Regions from separate parts of the Oryctolagus cuniculus genome. Here region 1 is linked to region 2. Evidence: chromatin contacts called from public Hi-C data. All regions are on one chromosome and are shown on one strand. Each heading gives the region's core, a stretch centred on a gene start, on an enhancer-like site or on the middle of the called end of the contact. The rest is flanking DNA. Distances are from core to core; before and after follow the strand shown. Region 1 overlaps KCNMA1 (potassium calcium-activated channel subfamily M alpha 1). Region 2 overlaps KCNMA1 (potassium calcium-activated channel subfamily M alpha 1).

What was found. A called contact is a pair of places that touch in the nucleus more often than the background predicts.
Region 1: a Hi-C map of psoas muscle shows a contact between it and region 2, with 3 times the contacts expected there. The contact joins two enhancer-like sites. A contact is called at or near these places in 3 of 6 Hi-C or Micro-C datasets (ear pinna, psoas muscle and an unstated tissue).

The regions. Positions count from the first base shown.
Region 1 is chr15:68,113,567-68,118,780 of mOryCun1.1, reverse strand. It overlaps KCNMA1 (potassium calcium-activated channel subfamily M alpha 1), which reads left to right. Exons shown (of 28, transcript NM_001082070.1): 7 at 1,764-1,839; 8 at 3,746-3,916. Among named protein-coding and RNA genes, the nearest start is that of KCNMA1, 530 kb to the left of the region's middle. Within about 2 kb of position 2,495, at least 1 of the 8 cell types and tissues checked has an H3K27ac peak or open chromatin away from gene starts, as enhancers often do.
Region 2 is chr15:68,005,331-68,010,052 of mOryCun1.1, reverse strand. The region is part of intron 18 of KCNMA1 (potassium calcium-activated channel subfamily M alpha 1); the gene reads left to right. Among named protein-coding and RNA genes, the nearest start is that of KCNMA1, 640 kb to the left of the region's middle. Within about 2 kb of position 2,597, at least 4 of the 8 cell types and tissues checked have an H3K27ac peak or open chromatin away from gene starts, as enhancers often do.

The DNA.
Region 1 (5,214 bases), core at 1,246-3,745, 110 kb before region 2:
TGCTGGGGGAGGGCTAGATAGTAGACTCTCTGCCAGGTGCAGCAGGGACCACAGGAGCCATACTGGGTTCTGTAACTTCACAGGGGTAAGGAATGCAGGTCAGAGTGAGGTTAGAGAGGTCACTTTGTATTGCAGGTGGGCATGAAGGCTTTAAGGAAGAGGTAGAGACCACACCAGGCACGGATATTTAGATAGGTAGCAGATATTTAGATAGATGGGACAGCTTTCGGTTTGAGTGACCGCATCGACAGAGCTACAGGAAATAGGTTTGCCTGTGACTGACACAGTTCTAAGAGTTTCCGTGGATGCAGTGGTGGGAGGGTCCAGGACTTGACAGGGTCAACGGGAAGCCTGTGAAAATCAGTGTCCCACTGCCCCCAGTGCCAAGGAGCTGTGTCCCAGCAGGAGTGGACAGCATGCAGTTTAGTAGGAGTAGCAAGGAGGGGGACACCAGGTCTCTCAGAACAGATTCATAGAGGCTCTGCTAGGCATAAGGGAGTGTGGGCTCCTGGGATGCAGACAGACAAGGCCGTAGGTGTCATGGAGGCTAATGTTTGTTCTACTGGAGCAGCACCAGCGGATGCAAAAGCTATTAGGTAGGAGGTTGTGGGACAACCGGCTATTCCAGTAGTCTTGGGGTCTCACCCAAAGATGGCGTATTAACTACCGTGGGGAAATGGCCACTTTTAGTGGAGAGCCCTGACATTCCCTCCTTGGCCAGGTGAGTGGACCTGGCCTCGCTGAGGTGGGGTTTCCCAGGGTGGTGCCATCCCCACAGGTATTTAAATAGAATGTAATTCTGAAAGCTCACTGATAGTGACTCCAGGACATGGGGCATTCTGTGAGGCGGTGTAGGGTCACGCAAAATTCAATGTCTTCAAAAACAAACCAGAGCAAGCCGACACACTCCAACCCATGGGGGAATCCAGTCTTCCTTTGTAAATAAAGTTTTATTGGAACACAGCCACATGCGTTCCTCTACCTGTGATCCAAGGCTGCGTTTATGCCGTGGAGGCCGAGTTAAGAGTCACAGCAGAGAACAAATGACCTGAAAAGCCAGAAACAGTGAGTTAGTGTGTACAGGGAGAGGGTAAAAGCCTTCTGGCAGCAAAAGCAGCGCGTGAGCTTTGACTAGTGCCTGGACCTGGTGGGAAATGCAAAGGAAGCATCATTGAGCCATGATCTGGGGGCAGCTGGGGGCGGCTGCATGAGGGCAGCACGTGGGGTAACGTTCCTGACGTCAGCTCAGTTCTCAGCTGTCACAATGGTGTTGAGTGAAACACACGGTCTCCTTCTTAGGAGTTGAGTGCTGAAGTGTTTAGGAGTGTGTCTCAATGTCTACAGCTTATCTAGAAATGCACAACCAAAGCATGTTTTTGAAAAAAGAAAATAAGAGAAAAATGATTTGAAGATAAAGCAATACGGGGAGGGGCACAGTGTTCCATGTACCATTCTCTCCAGTTTCTGGCAGATTTGACAAGTTTCAAAATGAAAGTTAACATTTAAAACAGTTGTAACAAAATGAGAGGGTTTACCTCGTTGGGTGGCCCAGGTGTGATCTTCCTGCGGGCTCTGTCTGGGTCTTCAAGCCTGACCCAATTACCTTGTCTTGTCTAGGGAGAATTCCCTTACAATGGAGACAAGGTCGGCAGCTGGAGGGGGCCCGCCTCTCTCCACAAGGGGGCGCTGTTCCTCTCCCAGGCAGCCCCAACAGAGCCTTCCTGCTATGACCTGACCATTGGGCTTGTTGTCTCTTTGCACAGTAATTCCATCAAGCTGGTGAATCTGCTGTCCATCTTTATCAGCACGTGGCTAACTGCGGCCGGGTTCATCCACTTGGTAAGTATCCTGGCTCGCCTGGAACAAGCCGCTTTATGAGTCATTTTGTTACCAGAAATGTCTCTTGCTAGAAAGAAACTCCAGCCCAGTGGTAGACAGGAAAAGGGGAAACAACTGCTCAACGGTCTGGGTTTGCAGCCCTTTGACCCCAGGCTACTTCCAAATGAGGAGTCGCGGCCACAATGTTAACCTGGCTGTGTTCTGTAGTTCAGTTGTGCAGTGTGTGCTTTGGTCGATTTTTTATTCTATCTGCAATGACCCAAGAGAGCCACAAGATGGCAGTGCTTCCTCAGCAAACGCCCAGCAACGCTCTGGGGACAAGGTTGAAGTTCCACCCGCTTGTCTTAGTAAACAACTAATTCAGATTCCCCAGTTTCTCTCCACTTCTCCCTTACAGAAAGTTACATTTGACTCTTTTGTCTGATCACCGCACATTATGCTGTACCTCCACCGTTCCAAAGCCTTGCCTTAGCAGGTCAAGCCTGTCTCACCTCCCTGAGGCTAACAGAGCCCAGCTATGTGAACTGCAACAGCCTCATCCAACCGACGATGAGGCTTTAGGTGAAGGTGGCCTTTCCTTCCTCAGTGGCTGTTTGCACACACAGCTACCCACCACGTGGGGTTGACGTCATTGTTACCCAGAGGAGCACAGGCCTGGGGAAGGGAGCCAGGGACTCGCTTTCAGTCCCCAGATCTGGGGGTCCCCACCCAAGCCTTTATGCTAATGGAATTCTTGGCCGGAGTCACTCTTGAACTCCCTAATTCTTGCTGTCACCAAGCACCACAGATGTGCAGGAGATGGTGGTCTTCAGGCAGCTCATGACCGCACCCCCTTTATTCTGTGCCGTGCCCTCTGGCTCCCCAGGAAACCCCGGGAAACAGTATGTGCCGAGGGCAAACTTGGACTTGGGAAGCAGTCCCAATCCTGGGAATGAGAAGCAGAGCTGGAGGCTTGGGGGTCCCCTATGGGCCATGCAGGGGATCGCAGGCATTGGCTTTTCAGTGTTGGGAGGGAATCTGGATAGAACTGGCCCGGTCACTCCCTGCAACCTGGGAGTATCTAAACTGCTTCTGCCCATTTCACAACCTGTGGGCAAATCAGATGTGTTGGGAGGGCAGGAAATAGTTCTGTGAAGGCTAAAGCAGAGGTGGACAACCTGCAGCTGGAGCCCAAGCGCTCCAACCCAGCCATGCCCGTTCACGGAAGTGCTGCCTCCTGCTGGTGTCCCACGCAACTGCAGAGCTGAGTAGCTGGGGCAGACTGGGGACTGGAGGGCCCACAGCGGGGAAAGCCTGTGTTCTCCCGCCCTTCACAGCGAGAGACTGCGAGCCCTTGGTCTGGAGCGCCTTGCACTCCTGAGCTCACTGCACTCCCGGGGAGGTTCCTGTGGCCTGAAGGGTGGACCTGCTGTTGGCTCGCTACCAAGGAGAAGCAGCAGGATCTGAGGCCGGAAATGCTCTTTGGGGTCTGGACTGGAGATCTAAAGAACAGGCCTCCCCTCCCCCCGCAGCTCCTGTGCCAAGAGCATGAAAGGGGGCGCCCCCTAGAGGAGGCTCCTGGACTTGGGCAGGAGGAGAGAGCGAGGCCCCCTGAGACTTCACAGGGCCCCACAGAGAGAAGTCAGGGAAGGGAGAAAGTTAACTTTCAGCGGGCTTCGAACCATTAGCAGTGGGAAGAGCCACCGATGAGGGATCACTCCCTCGGTCCCTGTGCCTCTGTCAGCCAGGAGAGCACCCTCTCCACCTGCTCAGGGCTTCCACGCTGTGGCTCCCAGAGCTCAGGGCAGGGTGGGGAGCGCCCGCCAGGAGCCCACTGCAGCTGGGCTTCCCCATGCTTTGCATACAGAGGCCGATGCAGAGATGTAACCATTTTCTCTTTTCTCCTCCCCCCTGCCCCCCGCTTTAGGTGGAGAATTCAGGGGACCCATGGGAAAATTTCCAGAACAACCAGGCTCTCACGTACTGGGAATGTGTCTATTTACTCATGGTCACCATGTCCACAGTTGGTTACGGGGACGTTTATGCCAAAACCACGCTTGGGCGCCTCTTCATGGTCTTCTTCATCCTCGGGGGACTGGTAAAAGCCCTTTACTATCGCCTTGGTTCTTACGGCCGCGGGTATTTTCTGTTGTCCATTTCCATAGCTCTTCATACACTGTTTCTGCACCGGAAGCTAGCGGCTGCCCGGGCGTCGCAGTCAGGTTCAGGAAGTAGAAACACAAGGGTGACTTCCCTGCCCACTCCCCTGGGGTGTTAGGCGCAGCCTGAAGACCCAGGTGTGTTGCCTCTTTCAGGGACAGCTGGTGAACTTGTTGTAGGGAAGGGATGTGGTAATAAGCCCGGCTGGCTCCCCACAGTCATGGAATTCAGCCCCCGATGTCCTGCGAGGACACTGGCTGTCCCTTAACCCTCGCGGGCACTGTCCACAGGGCGTAGATGGTTTGCGGTTTCAGGAGCTCCCTCTCCCCAAGATGTTCCTCCCCCAACTTCCAACAAACACTGTGGCTGGCGCCTGCCCCGAGGAACAGGGTCCTCCCCGCCCCCTGGTGGACGCAGGAGCTTCTGTCCCCAGCGAGCAGTGCGTGGCTCTGCAGCCCCCACAGAGGGGATCTTTCCTCTCCTTTTGCAAGTCCGAATATTTCACTTCTTGCTTTTCTGGGCCGCGCAGCTCCTTGGGCAGCAATCAAGCGTCCACCGTGGTGCTGTCCTTGGGGACTTGGGCAGCTCCTTGGGGTTGCAGCCTTTTGTTTTCCCTACTGGCTGGTTCTAAGTTCAGATTTTTGCTGTGTGTGAGGTAAGTGATAACATCCCACTTCCCACACAGCTGTCACGTATGGACACCGCGTGCACATTTATATCTCACGATGCATACACGTCTCCCTGTTAGGTATGCATGGAGCACACGTGTGTGGGAACTGTGTATAAATGTGCCCTGCGTGCGTGCATCCATACCAGTGTTTCTGCAGCCGGCAGGAGGGCCCCAGACCAGGACGTCCCCTTACCCAGCCACAAGCACGATGTTTGTTGGACAAAACATGGCAGATTTGTGTTTTTTCCCTGCTACCCTTTCCTCCTGTGTGACTTACCTTTTGTGCTTTTTAGTGATTTTTTTTTACAATGAAAATAATTTATTTTTTAGTCTTCTTTTGGTGTTAATTGGCTTTAATCCCAGACAGAGACATTGGTGCTCCTTTGATTTTAACTAGAAAGATCTTTTTGCAAAAATATGTCAGTGTGGATGCGCGCATGTGCGTGTGTGTGCCTGTGTGCGTGTTTAATTTCACCAGCATGCACCCTTTTTTGCTTATTTATCTTCAGAAAGAAGAGGTAGATGTCCACGTATCCATCCCTTGTATTTTTCTCGATTGTGATTTT
Region 2 (4,722 bases), core at 1,348-3,847:
GGAAGCCTACTCCCCATTCACCCACCCACCCACCCCGCCCCCAGCCTCTGGCCAGCTTCAGGCTTTGTCTTATTTTTCTTTTTGAAAATAAGACTTTGACAACCGTGTGTTTCTCTTGAAGGCCTTGTCTCAGGAATTTTAAGGGACATTGATTAGGCTGAGGTAATTGCCACCACAGTTCTAGAGGCCTCATCAATTGGGGGTCATTGTCATGCTTGCCTTTGGTTAATTATACTTGATCTCCTCTGCTGTTGAGCTTGAGTTCCTTTCCTGAAGGAAACACACATGCTACATATATATTCCTGTGTTGTGGTATATATATATATGATATATACCCAGATTTTATATGTAAAAATGCTTATTTTTATATATAAGTGTAGAGATAGTCCATAGAGGGAATGATGTATTTATTACAGCATACATGCCTCTCTATCCAAGAAAGCACTTGCTAGATAGAATTGATTGGATACCCAACATTGGGGCTGTGAGTACCTAAATTGCCTTACTGGAGACAGGCATATCCACGGTGGTAATTGTTTCTTGCAGTCTGAGATGTTCCTTTGCTTTAAAAATAAAGTTTCCCTTCTAGTCCATAACCAATAGAATGTACCCAGTTCCTCTAGGAGTATTAGTCAGCCATCTTGGAAGATGACTTCCAGGAGGGTGTCCCATTTCATTCATGAATTCTATCGAATTAAGTCATTGTCAGTCTCTGGGCCTCTGACTTCCTCAAGGAGCAGGACCCCATCTCACCCAACAAGATGTGGCACTTGACAAGGAGCATTTAAAGCCAGTATTTCTGTGTGTGACTTGGAGCGATGCAGCTCTCAGTGGGAGCAGCACTGAGCACTGGGTTTTTCCTCATGTACCTACGAGTCTTTTGAATAACAGACCCAAACTGGAGACCCATGCAGTCCAATAGCTCTGGAATTTGGAGAAGATGTTCGAGCTCTCGATCCTCTTAGACTCCTTTGCAGCAGAAGAGACAAGTTGACATCTGATTTTGGCCACTCTTCAGTGTTCGTGGGATATAGAATTCTCAATGTAAAAAGAAAACAATGACCTTCTTCAACTCAGCGTGTACTTCTTCCAGAACTGGCTCTGTGGTCCCCTTCATCTGTAGAACACATTTGAGGATGGCTTGAAGGCGTGAGCCATGACATACCTGCACAGCTGCCTACTGCACCTAATGCCCTTCAGAATCAGATGGAAAACGTGACGCCACCAACTGATAACCCTAGTGCCAAATTCTTCTTTACAGGACTTGAAAGAAGGTTCCATGATTCTCAGTGCCACGTAACACAAATGCCTCAACCTTAAATCTCAGGGGACTTTTTATTCCCTGGGTATTTCTATTTCTAATTTTAGTTGCTTCCAAGCCCATGAAATACTCCTTCCTTCAATTTTCCTTTAATTGAAAAGTGAGGTTGCAATCCAAAAAGGTGTATATTAATTGAGTGGCATATTTTATTTTTCTTTCTCATGAGTTCTCTGTTGAGTTTGCTCCATTTGAAACTTAAAACATCTCCCCCTTCCCCAGCAGTTGGAACATTCTATCTGGGTCTCTCCAGTCAGTGTTGCTTTTCCTGCCTCCTCCAATCCACCCTACAAATTAAGATTCCACAATTGGAAATTGGCTGACAATTTGGTTCCTGATGCAGGAGGCAGATGGTGCTGAGGACAGGATGGAATCCAATTCCACCTTCCACTCCAGGCTTGGCTGGGAAGTGCTCCCCAGCAGAGAACCCGAATTTTACAGCTGATTGTCAGTTTGACTCAAGGAAAAGGCAGTAACTAAACCACATCTTCAGCAGCCACTTTCTTATAGTTTGCTTTCTCCTATTCACAAAATAGAGAAGAAGTTGTCCAATGGATCTTTCTATCCTTAATACTCAGTAGTAAATGGAGAGATTGGATGATAACCATAAGACGGGAAGAACTTTTATTTTGTTTCTATACATAGCACTCGGAAGTCAGCGTGGAACTGCTGGGTGAATGTACACTTCACTGTGGTGAAGAAAAGCCCATGAAAGCTTCCTCTCTAGTGTGACGCGGCTACGACGGAGGTCTTTGGAGGAGGGGGAGACCCAGGCTCTGATTCTTGGCAACCACAGAACATCTTTGAATCTGTGGCACTGGTCCAAGAACAAGAACCATATGATGTGGGCCAAAGAGCAGACAGAGCCCCCAGAGGCTTATATTTCTGATTTCCCAGGGTTAAGTTGGCCTAGGGGGACGATTAACTGAGCATAAAGTTCCCAGAGCCCTATGTCAGAATACTAAGCAGCTAGGGCATTCGCACCTGCCAGAGACACACTCTGGGCAGCTCCCCATCTCAAGACACTGCTGCAGGGCCTCGAGGAGACCTAGCTAGCTCGTGTAGAACGCTCCATTGGCCATGGCTACACAGCCAGTGCGCTCTCAAGTTGCCACTTTAGACCACTCCAGGACAGTCTCCTGGGACCCCTCCCCAACCCCTTTGTCCCACGTTGCTGTGGATCATGAGAAACCACTGAACTGACATGACACTGCAAACATTTCGGTTCTCTGAGCAGAGTCCTATTCCTGCTCCCTTCAGAGCAAGGCCTGCTAGTTCAGATCCTTTTAATGAGCTGCTCTTCCACCCTGCTCCACTAGATGTCCTCGTAGATCTGTATATCACCAAGGAATTCCCAGCTAAAACCTGTTTGAGGATTGGGATTGGAAAGAAAATCTGCAAACACCACTTTGTGTGGCTGGAGAGTAGTTAAGAAACTTACTTCTGTTTTAAATAAATACTGGGACTTTCCAAGTTGATCTTTGAAACCTAACCTTAGGAGTTGTGAGTGGAACTCTGGTATCTGAAATTTGCTTTCTAAGTGAAATCGTTTTTAGAAAAGGAACCAATCACCAAGAAATGGAAGTGAAATGCTGAGAGTCCTGAGGTAATTTCCAAATTAAGAGATCTGTGGCTCAATTTTGATAGAATTTTATTTTTCAACTCAAGAGTGTAATTTTACACCGAGGGTGTTCACGTCTGCTGGAACATCGACCATTGGGGTGGCAAATGCCCATCCGTTTTTAGCTGAAGACCTCGTTCATGATTTATTCAATGGCCCAGAGGAACTCTCTGGCTGGTCCACACACCCTTCAGGACCAGTGGCTCCCCCTACCAGATGGGAGGTCAGAATCAACCTTCTCTTTTAAGAAAGTGGACCTGGAAGTGGATAGGTGAAGACGCCCAGCAAGGATCAAAGGAAATGGACTATCCTGGAAGTAGGGAAAAGGCATCACTCTCCCGTTCAGTGACGCCTGGGTCTAGAACTTGTGGTTGGTGAAGGTTTGTCAGTAGGTGGGGGCTCAACCATTTTTAACTGTTTCTGTCTTGTCTCTGAGCCTCTCCTTGGTCCTCCTTGCTGCTTTCAATTTTCTGTTTTGTGTTTTTTAAATTTTTGTTTGTGGTGGTGTTGTTTGTCTTTTGAAATTTCCACTTTGCATTTGGTGTGAGTGTCAAAACGACTGAGAATGACGAGTAATCGCATGTTTTCTTTCTCATGCATATGCTGCTTCGGAATGTGACTGCTTATAATTAACAGTTAATCTTCTTATAGCAAATGGTTTTTTGCTGCTTCGATGACCAGTTTCAGCCTGTTCCTGCATGCTAACAATATAAAACTGTAGAACAATGCATGGTCTCCCCAACAACCAACACTAGCAGTCACAAACAGTCCCTGAGAGCCGCTGGTCTGATGCTGTGTTTCCTTTTGAACTCTTATCAAGGAGGAGACTTACCCCGCCCATGATGATGGGTTTCCCTCTGACAAAGTAGTTTCACAATTTATTCCATCACTTTCATCCCTCCCCTTGTCCTTTAAGATGATGATGGTGTGTGTGTGTGTGTGTATGAACTTATATAGATATATATATAAACTCATATATATATATATATATGTATGAACTTTCTTTCCCCATAACTGTGTCAGATTCTATTATTGTCTATGAACCCAAAATGGCAGTATGGAAATGAAAACCAGGCACTGTTGCTAATGAGAAGCATAGTGTTTCAGAGTTTGATGGGCTTCTCTTCTGCCACAGCATTTGATTAAAAAATTTTTTTCAAAACCATTTATCTACAGCGAAAGGAAAAATCATCTTCATTTCCCTCCTCTGTGTAAATAACAAACCAATATTTTTAGTAAAAGAAGTAAGGAAGAGAAAACCAGAGAATGTCCTCCCTGTTACACACTAGATCCAGATGCATTTGAAATAATTTTTTTTTTTCTGTCTTCAGTTGAAGACTTTTTTTTTTTTCAGTTTTCCTGACTTCAACCACTGCTGTTCACTTGGGGTGTCTAGGCACTCACACCAGCCTTCTAACGCCCCCTGACTCAAATGCTCTTGCGGAACTTTTCTCTCTCACTCTGTCTCTTCTTTTGGAAAAGCTAAACTCTAAGGAATGATATACCACACATTGAACGGGGCTGAGACTGCATGATGACACCAAAAGCTGACGAGCTAGGATGCTAAAAGAACATGTCACAAAAAATGGGATCCAAGTTTACAGGAATGGGATTGCTGCTGCTGAGATCCCTCATTCATCTCCCCCAGTGCCTGTTCTTCACAATCATAACGTTACCCTTGCTTGACAAATATACTGTATGGCAAGTCATAAAGGTCTTAGAACAGGACTTGACCCATTTGAGAGATTTAAACCCTTCTTCCTGGTGACTGTAACATTCAAAG